Linked DNA regions of Triticum aestivum: region 1 is linked to region 2. The links are chromatin contacts, called in public Hi-C maps. All regions are on one chromosome and are shown on one strand. Each heading gives the region's core, a stretch centred on a gene start, on an enhancer-like site or on the middle of the called end of the contact. The rest is flanking DNA. Distances are from core to core; before and after follow the strand shown. Region 1 holds the start of LOC123160011 (WAT1-related protein At1g44800). Region 2 holds the start of LOC123156653.

Region 1 (5,162 bases), core at 973-3,472, 890 kb after region 2:
GATTACTGCAGTGATTGTGACGGGTCTTAATTAATATCAAGAGAGTTTACTGAGCTAACGTAATCACCTTCCGAGAGTGGTCTCTTCCTTGAGGATGACGGAGCCGAGGACGGCGGTGATGATCATGCAGAGGGGCTGGAAGGCCGTGACGAACACCGGCCCGCGCGTCTCCGTCACGATGCCCTGCACGAAGAAGGCCACGCCGGAGCACACCACGCCCTGCATGCACACGCGCATAATTTATCCATTAGCTCGTTAATAACCAATGGGGTCGACTGGCCGGCTGCACCTGCATGCATGCAGCTTGACTAGGGGGCACTGCTTACCGAGTAGACGACGGTGAAGAGGCGGGTGTCCAAGCCGATGACCCACGCGCTCATGTCGTGGCGCTCCGCCACCAGCGCCATCGAGCCGTTGATCCCGGTGCCCATCGCGCAGATCAGCGTCGTCAGCGTCAGCGCCGCCGGGTAGCTGTTGAGCGTGTTCGACTGCATGCATTCGCGAGCGGCGCAATTAAGGTACGTATACTACTACAGTACTAGCTGTTGCTGCTGCCATTAATGGCGCCCGGCGTGGCCGGTGTGTGCGTACCTGGAGGACGAAGAAGCCGGCCCAGGCGACGCAGCTGGTGATGATGGCGATGGTGCCCTTGAGCCAGGTGGCGCTGCTCTGGGCGGCGGCGGCGGAGGCGGCCTGGTCGACGTGGTGGGCGCCCCTGGCCCACGGGAACTGCACCACGGGGCCGTGGTACATGATCATCAGCACCGCGCCGATGACGGTGCAGATGGTGCCGGCGACCTTGGCCTGGCTGTGGGAGCTCCGGAGCCGGAGCTTCTCCATCCGCAGGACGATGGCCATGATGAAGGTGACGGCCGGCAGGATGTTGACCAGCGCCGACGAGAAGCTGGCCGAGGTCAGCTTGTTGCCCACGTAGTACAGGTTCTGGTCAAGCACAGGCCTGCAGGTTGGGAACCCACGACCACGAGTAATAATCAGTACACCATAATTCATTGACCGACCGACAGCTGGTAAATAAAAACAGTCAGTAAAAAAAAGCATCGCACGTACTCGAGCAGCGCCAGCCCCAAGATCTTGATGAAGATGCGGAGTGTCATCTTGGGCCGTGTCCCCCTGCAATTTCGCAAGCACAACAGACGATCAGTAGCTGTCAGCTAGTACTCCATACAAGACGCCAAAGACAAGTTAGCAACGGCAAGTTTATCATGCGTGAAACGAAAGCACAGCTCAGAGCTGGGCATTAGCAATTGGCATGAAGCTAATTAAAGCTTTGCTTGCTCAAAAGAACTCTAGTGCGGTTATACACACACAGCACATGGAAGCAAAGGTTGTCGGGGTGCATCCGTGCATGTGTCGGTTGGGTATAGATTAATCCAGAGGCGTCCTGACTCCTGACTGACCGATGTCACGGAAAGGAAGGGGGTCGAGGCCTCGAGGGAGAGAAAAGCCGACGTGAAGTGAAAAAAGACCTGGGCATGCATCGCTAGGATGCGATAGGATTGCGCTCCTGGTGTCTCGCACCAGTGTGCAACTGTGCATCTAGTGCTTGATTACGTAGTGATTGATTGAAACTAGCTAGTACTAGTACGAGCAGATAACATTGATAACCATTTTACTTTGGCTGATGATAATAATAACTACACTTGGAACTGATGAAACAAAAACGAACTGGGCTTCTGAAACATTCGGTGGAAGCTAGGCTAGGCTACCCTGCCCCTTGTCCTTGTGCATGCATGCATGTAAACAGTTTGACATGCATGCACACGCAAGAAGATTAGATGGAGAAGGACGGAGAAGCAAGGTAGAGATTGGGAGGTTGGTGCTAGCCAGTACGTACTTCTCGAAGAAGAGGGCGAAGGGCAGCATGACGAGCGTGGCAACGAGGTTGCGGTAGGTGACGAGGACGTAGTGGCTCATGCCGCGCTTGAGCGAGGCGACGGAGACGATGTACATCCCGGCGTACCCGATCTGCAGCAGGATCATCATCATGTACGGCTTCACGTCGTTCAGCACCTTCTTCCCCACGCCCATGGCTGACGCTCTCCCTCTCTCACACAAGCACGAGCGGAGGGTGGATGGAGGCACGAGCGCACAGCTCTCACCACGTACTCGCACCGTGCGTGTGAGGCTGCGGCTCGGCGCTCGGCTGCTGGGCGGGTGGCTGCTGAGCTCAGACGACTGCGGTACGCGGCGATGGAAAATGAGCTCGCGGACGGGGCAATTTATAGCGGGGTACAGGTTTGTGGGGGTGAGGTCAGCCGGTCAGCTCGGCATGCATTGGCCCGCGCCGCGCACCACCCGTGCACAGTGCTCCTAGCTAGAGTATGTGCGTGCTAGTAGGAGTAGTAGGAGTTGGTGTGCGTGTGTGGTGTGGTTGTGGTGTCGACGGAGACGGATGGATGGATCCCGAGTCACCCGTGCACCCAATTTCCTGTCTTCAATTTGATTAGGGCGCCACGAGCTCTAGCGCTCGATGGAACGTGGCCGGCCGGGCCGGGACGTGCGCGTCGACGTTGCCGATCCACTTCCGGCCCGCCTCCCCTGTCAGCGCTGCCTCCTGCTCTGCTTCCTGTGCCGGCAGCAGGCCAGCAACGGAGGAGACGCCCGGCGGTACGAAATGCCGCCTGGATGTCGCCCCCAACGGCAACGGAGTGCCGACGTGCGACGCGGTCCGACGGTGGCAAGCATTTTTTTCTCAGAGCGTTTCCCGAAACTGTACTGGTAGTCATCAATCAATGGGTTAAAGAGGGGGAGTCATGGCAGCAGTAACTTCGCCCGCCAGGCCAGCTGGGTTCGAATTCTCATGTTCACGTAACGACGCAGAAATCAGAGAATGTGTGTTTTCAGAAAGGGACTTCGGAATAGCATGCTACCGTCTAGACTACAGAATAGCCGTATAGAGACGATAGCGATGCTACCTTCTAGATACATCTGTTCGAGCGTCAATTAATACGGGATGAAGGAAGTAGCTAGAGAAAGAAAATATTAAATATCCGCCCTGCATAAGGCTAGCTATAGTGGAAGTAACTTACGTAGTAACATAGCACATCCCAAGACATATATGCTTATGTGGCATGAAGTTAATGAGGAGAGAGGTGCTTGTGGTAACATAATATGTTACCATAACATAACGCACCCCAATACAAAATGAGTCTACAACATAATAAATGAAGGCTTGCATGACACTACACTTATGTTATTACCCACTATGATGGTAGTAATATAGACTAGTAACATATGCATGTTACTAGTCTAAGTTACTATGCACTATGACTAGCCTAAAGCTAGCCATAGTGAAAGTAACTTAGGCAATAACATAACGCACTCCAAGACATGTATGCTTATGTGGCATAGAGTTAATGAGGAGAGAGGTGCTTATGGTATGTTACCGTAACATAACACACCCCAATGCAAAATGAGTCTACATCATAATAAATGATGACACTATACTTACTCGCAACCAACGAATAGATGATGCACGCAACCAACGAATCCAAAGAACGAGAAGTTCAGATGAGTACAACAGAAGTTCGGACACAGCCTAGACGAGCTCTTAACAGTGGTGTCGTAACAGCAAATCAACAACTAAAAAGGGCCTCGTTTCAGCCATCGTCGGTAGGTCAGGCCTCAAACTGCCACATGTACCGCCAAGATGAGCTTGTCTCATGTCCAATGAGTGACATCCTGGGAATCCTAAGATCGCACCATTTTTACCTGTAAGAATGATTTACAAAGGGAGGAAACATGTTCTTTTTTTTTCTGTTAGAAGAAGTAATGTCATCTCAACATAGCCAGCTGAATCAAACACCCCTTGTGGCAAGGTATTTGTTGTTTACTTTCCCCACTCCTGTCGTTACCAAATTACAACAACAAATATAGTAGGTTTCGCATGCTAAACAACGCGATCAATACTTGGTCTTATCACAACACAACGATTGATGCATATATGGAAGACGAATAGTGGCAAAGGCGGTGTGGGGCCGGGGACGGAGAGGGCTGTGTGCCACGCGCTGTTCGTGTTTCACACAAATGTCCATTAGTTCTGGCGTCTGACTGCTACGAGTATCGGTGTGTACTGTGTGCCACGCGCAGCTCGTCCTTCACACAAAAAAAGCAACTGTCTAGCAATGGGCTACTACTCAGATCCAGGGCATCCACACCACTAAGGAAAATTTCTAGAGATGTCACCTTCTAAAGCTCCTTCCACACATGGAGAAGGACCACAAACTCTAGAGATTTTTTACCACGTCATTTTTGTCTACCGTAAACCAAATCAGATTAGCAATAATCATTTGTTGAAAAAAAAAGAACAATAATCCCTTGCGATCAGTACACAACAAACAAGACAAATCCGGTACGATGTGCCTCTACAAGAATTATTGTCCAGTTAGAAGTCTATGAAGAAACGCTAACCAATAATGACAAATATGGACACGTGGACACTAAGAAAGATTGCAAAGAGTTGCAACGGAAAAATTGACAACCCACTATGAATTAATGACATCATATGGAGATAGGACACAACCAACAAAAGTGGAATGAAGCTTCCACATTTGCATGCAACCCCAAACTGAATGGCTGAAGCTAATAGCTCTGCACTGCCTAGCTGCATGCCTCCATCCATATTGGCCGTATTCCCTAGTCTGACCCACTATGCCACATTTAGCTATGATAAACTCCCGTATGCGCGGCGCGATGACCCTCGTGGTTATCCCAGAAGCAAAATTGATATGTGCATTCATGGACCAATGGTATCTATCGCGGCTACTCGAGGGAATTCCATGGCAGAAAGCAGCAAAGATGTAAATATAGGAATGTTATCAACACAAGCTTTAACGGAAATGACCCGCTATCCTTTTAACAACTTTAGCACCTATGAAGATATCATACCTATGACACACAAACTTACTATTGGCAATCTTGCACATTTTAAAAATGTCCCCATGGAAGATATTTTATGGTTTTGATGTTTTGTCTTTAAGCAATGCACATTATCGTGCTTGAATTGCATAAACTTTCTTTTGGGAAAGGTTGGGGTTATTTAATGGATAGGTGTACGCACGCAACATTTTTATCTAACCGAGTGTGCCATCGAATGAAAGGAGCTAAAACAGCAACATGATAAGCTTTCTCTCCATGCATCC
Region 2 (4,828 bases), core at 78-2,577:
TCCTCTACAAAAACCTCCGGTGCCCATAGACTACAGAACAAGTGTGCAAAATTCAGGTTGCCCCCATTTGCAATTCCACCAGGCTCACATTTTACAGGTTTCAAAGCACCTTTCTCCGTTGAGCAAAGCACACAAGGCATAAACGCAATCCTGCCTGCATCACTCTGTGTCAACCTCCGTTCACACAAGGCACACATCCAATAGCCATCTGGCTCGACCTGCACACCATAACACTTCCGGTGCACCGACACCTTGCAGCTATTGCACTGGAGCATCCTGTTGGATGCAGCATCACTCTCTCCCAAACAACATACATCACATTTTGAACCAGAGTCACCTTCTAAGGGTGGCAGGACCACAAGCTGTTCAAGCCCAGCATCTGCACCCAGCAGCTTCCTTTTCTTGTTTGGGCGCTCCGAAGTGAGCACAGCCCGTCCTCTTGCTCCTAGGAGCCAATTCAATGAGGAGTCCGGATTCTGGCTGAGGACTGGTAAAACAACACCATCTCTCTTGCCTGGATCTAGTTTAATTACCACCGGCTGCTCGTCTTGGTGCAAAATCACCTCCTGCATATCCCGTTCACAGTGATCTCCACTGGTCCCATTGCTATTGACTAGCTCCGCACTGTTCCAAACAAAATCTGAGCTCTCATGTGGATCATGTTTGCTATGCACCATGCCGTTCTCCAACTCCACCGAGTTCGAATTAGAGTTTTCGGCGACCACGGCCACATCAGACGGATCAACATGTCTCCGCAACACTTTCTTGCCACTGCCCACAAACGGCACGAGGAGGCATGGATCGAGCCAGTTGGAGCTGGAGAGAGGCTTGGGCTCTGCCATCTCCAAATCCTGCAACGTCATATCCCGGAAATAAGGCTCCATCCTGTCCCAGAAAGCATTGGATCTCGCTTTGGGCTGCTCCACAGCAGCTGCCGGGTCCGGCGGCTGAGCCTTCTTGTGCTTCCTCCGCATGTCGCCGACCACCGCCCATCTGGCGACCCGCGCGGGCAGCAGAGGGTTCCGGGCCGCCGCCTCCTCGCCGTCGAACGGCGAGCGCAGGGACAGCGCCTTCCTGGCCTGCTCGGACGTGCCGACGCCGCGAGCCTCCGGCGAGGCCCCGGCGGCCGCGTCGTCGTCGCCGGCGAGCGGCGCATCGTCGCCGGCGTCCGGGGAGGACGGGGCCGCGTCGGCGTCGGCGGCGGGCCGAGCTCTCCGGCGAGGCGCCACGGCGGTTGTGGGGGCGGAAAACCTCTGGGGGCTAGGGTTTCTCTCGGGTCACGATTTTTGGGGGAGTTCAGATCCGCCAGCGGGAGGGAGGGAGAAAGAGGGGAGAGAGAGACGGTTGCTTTTCCTTCTCTGTGTAAAAAAAAAAATCGCGGCGCCCGTTTGTCTGTCGCGTCCCACCGTGTCGTCGTAGTGGGCTGGGCCTCGGGGCGTCGTGCTCCTGCCTCGTGAAAGGTGCCCTCGCCGTAAACGCCACGGGCACCCCGAGGCGACTCGCGCAGCCGCGCACAGACTGGCTGCGGGGGCGGTCCCGTGTTGTCAGTGAGGGAGGTTGCGTGGCCGGAGCGATTTCGTCGAGGGGATATCCCTGACCCAGTGTGTTTCGTCACGGGATTCGGTTCTAGTTGCATGACTGACGTGTGGTCCCGGCTGCCGCTACGTGTCCGCGGATCCTCGGTTCGGTTAGCGGGTTGGCGGGTAGGTGACGGGACGCGTGGTGGTCTATGACTCGAGGCGGGCCCACTTGGTGGGCTGGGCGGGCGACTGCGCACACGTACGCCTGCACGGCCACAGATTTGGAAACGGTTGGGGCCTCCCTTTCACGTGATGTGGGTCAATGGCAGGTGGGGCCCGCGTCTCCGTCTTTATTTTATTTTTTTTGAGATCCAGCGTCTCCGTCTTTATGGGAGCCGTTGGACTGCGCGGTTCTGCTTCGATACGCACAAAGTACCAACAATGGGGCTGGCCCATTTCGCCAACCCACCAAGTGGACCTCGGCCGAAATGGTGAACACACATGGCCGGGTTCGGGCCCGTAAAGGCTTCGTCAAAACAGTAGAGGTTTTATATGTTCTCTCAAAAAATAAGTAGAGGTTTTGTATTCAAATACTATAATTTTTTTCTAGGTTATTTATTTGCTTTGTAGGATTAGAGCGTTGCAATTTTCTCATTAATATAATAAAGGGTTGGCCATTATTTATTTATTAGTACAAATGCCCGTGCGTTGCACCGGGCGAAAAATTAAAACCTGCTCCACTTGCCATTATGCAACACTTCTTTAATCCAATTTTTGCAAACGTCAAAAATAAGACTACATTGAGTATTTCTTTTTTGACCATGAAATTTGGACGTACCCTAACAATGTTCGTATGATCTATTTCAGTTCTCATGCGTTGCAACGTGTTAGGATCAAGCGATGGTGGTAATCGATAGGATGTTCTCACTGGCAATATAATCTGGTACAAGCTTCGGTTACAGGAATAGATCGATCTAAGACGAACTAGGGTTCTTGCCGCCGCCGGGTTCTTGATCCACTGGATCGGGAGAGCCGGGGAGGGGGATCGCCTTAAGTAGTGACTGTGGCTGGGCCGGGCTGCCTGTGCCACTCTGGGCCGAAGAAGCGAGGGTTGACGCGTCGGTTGCGGTTGGGCCGCGCCCGTGCCTTGCTGGCAGGTGGGGCAGGGGTGTCTGGGGTGTTAACATCCCCTCCTCCTTGGGAAGAGGCTTGCCCCCAAGCCTCAGCCTGTGGAAAGCGAGCCTGGAGCGCTTCCTTGTCCTCCCAGGTGATGTCGATAGCTGAGCCGGCGGACCACTGGGCTTGCACTTGTTCGACCATGGAGTCGTTCTTCTTGCGCCACCTTGACTGCAACACCTTGAGAGGAATTGTCGTGTCGCCTGTACCCGAGGGAAGCAATGAAGCAGCTGTGACGCCTGGAAGCAGCGCGTGTCGAAGTTGGGAGACGTGGAAGACTGGGTGCACCGTCGCTTGGGGGGGTAGTTGGAGCTTGTAGGCGACCTCGTTGACCTTGGCGACAATCTTGAACGGTCCATAGAACTTGTAGCTGAGCTTGTGGTTGGCGCGGGGGGCCACCGAAGTTTGGATATATGGCTGGAGCTTGAGGAAGACCTGGTCACCGACTTGAAACTGCCTGAACGAACGCTTCTTGTTCGCCTGGTCTTGCATGATCTGGCGCGCGCGATGGAGCTACTGCTGTATCAGGTCTTACATGACGGCCCTTTCTTCGAGCCACGCTTGCAGTGCAGGGACCGATGATGATGTTGTTGCTGTAATCCCCCAGTGCCTTGGCTCCCTTCCGAACATGGCCTTGAACGGCGTCATCCCAATCGCCGAGTGGTGCGACGAGTTGTACCAGAATTGGGCCAAGGGCACCCAGAAGCTCCATCGCTTGGGGCACGCTTGCACAAAGCAACGAAGGTAGGTTTCGATGCACTGATTCACCCTCTCGGTCTGCCCGTCGGTCTGGGGGTGATTCGCCGTGCTCATCCGGAGTTCTGTGCCCGTGTATTTGAACAACTCCTGCCAAAAGTGACTGCTAAAGACTGGGTCGCGGTCGGATACAATTGCCCCTGGGAAGCCATGCAGCTTGTACAACTGTTGCATATAGAGCAGAGCCACTTTAGATGTTGTGTATGGGTGAGCCAGAGGAAGGAAATGGGCAAACCGCGTTCTCTTGTCGACGACAACCAGCAAACAATTGTATTGGCCTGATTGCGGCAATCCATCCACGAAATCCATGGTGATTAGATCCCATGATTCCTTAGGTATAGGGAGGGGTAGCAACAGGCCTGGTGAAGCAGCATGATCCGGTTTGGCTTGTTGGCAGACTTGGCAGCATCGCACGTACTGCTGGACGTGTGCTTTCATCTTAGGCCACGCAAAGAGCCTACGCACGCGGCGATATGTCACTGGAAATCCCGAGTGCCCCCCCCCATCGGACTGTCATGGAAGGCCGCGATGATGTGCTGCTGCATTGTTGTGGTCCCCCCTAGCCAGATGCGGCCGCGAAAGCGGAGGAGTCTGTTTTGCAACTGAAATCGCCCTTTGGGGTCCTCCCGCACAGCTAGTTGCTCCAGGAGGCGTTGCGCTTGCGGGTTGGTATTGTAGCTGTTGACAATGTCCTCTAGCCAAGCTGGTTGGCACACGCTGAGGGTGTGTAGTACTTCTTCAGTGTTGGACCTCGACAGGGCATCGGCTGCTGTGTTCTCTGTCCCTTTCTTGTATTTGATGGTATACTGGAGCCCCAACAGCTTCGTGAAGGCTCGTTGCTGCCACGGTGTTGTGAGCCGTTGTTCTGTCAAATGTATCAGGCTCCGCTGGTCAGTGAGGATAGTGAACTCTGCATGCTGGAGGTAAGGGCGCCACTGGTCAATAGCTACGATGACTGCCAAATACTCCTTCTCATATGTCGAGAGGCCTTGGTAGCGCGGGCTCAATGCTTTGCTCATATATGCGATCGGGTGGCCACCTTGCTGGAGAATTACGCCTATTCCCTTGTCACAGGCATCGGTCTCGATCATAAACGATTGGGTGAAGTTGGGCAGAGCGAGTACTGGAGCCTCGATCAGGTGTCGCTTCAGTAGTTGGAAAGCAGTATCCGTTGCAGGAGTCCACACGAAAGGTGCTCCTTTCTTCAGCAGATTGAACAAGGGTTGTGCTATGATGCCAAAATTCTTGACGAATCGCCGATAGTACCCTGCAAGCCCCAAGAAGCTGCGTACTGCCTTGACATCCGTTGGTGTTTCCCAGTTTGCCACCGCGCGTATCTTGGTTGGATCAGTTGACACCCCCTTGCTACTGATGAC

What was found. Hi-C and Micro-C count contacts between places; a contact is called where the count stands out from the background.
Region 1: a Hi-C map of leaf shows a contact between it and region 2, with 5 times the contacts expected there. The contact joins the promoter of LOC123160011 here to the promoter of LOC123156653 in region 2. A contact is called at or near these places in 3 of 5 Hi-C or Micro-C datasets (all in leaf).

Annotation. Positions count from the first base shown.
Region 1 is chr7B:86,599,422-86,604,583 of IWGSC CS RefSeq v2.1, forward strand. It overlaps LOC123160011 (WAT1-related protein At1g44800), which reads right to left and starts at 2,223. Exons shown (of 6, transcript XM_044577828.1): 1 at 1,856-2,223; 2 at 1,069-1,131; 3 at 592-958; 4 at 327-488; 5 at 68-219. The coding sequence starts at 2,049.
Region 2 is chr7B:85,709,442-85,714,269 of IWGSC CS RefSeq v2.1, forward strand. It overlaps LOC123156653, which reads right to left and starts at 1,328. Exons shown (of 18, transcript XM_044574803.1): 1 at 1-1,328. The coding sequence starts at 974.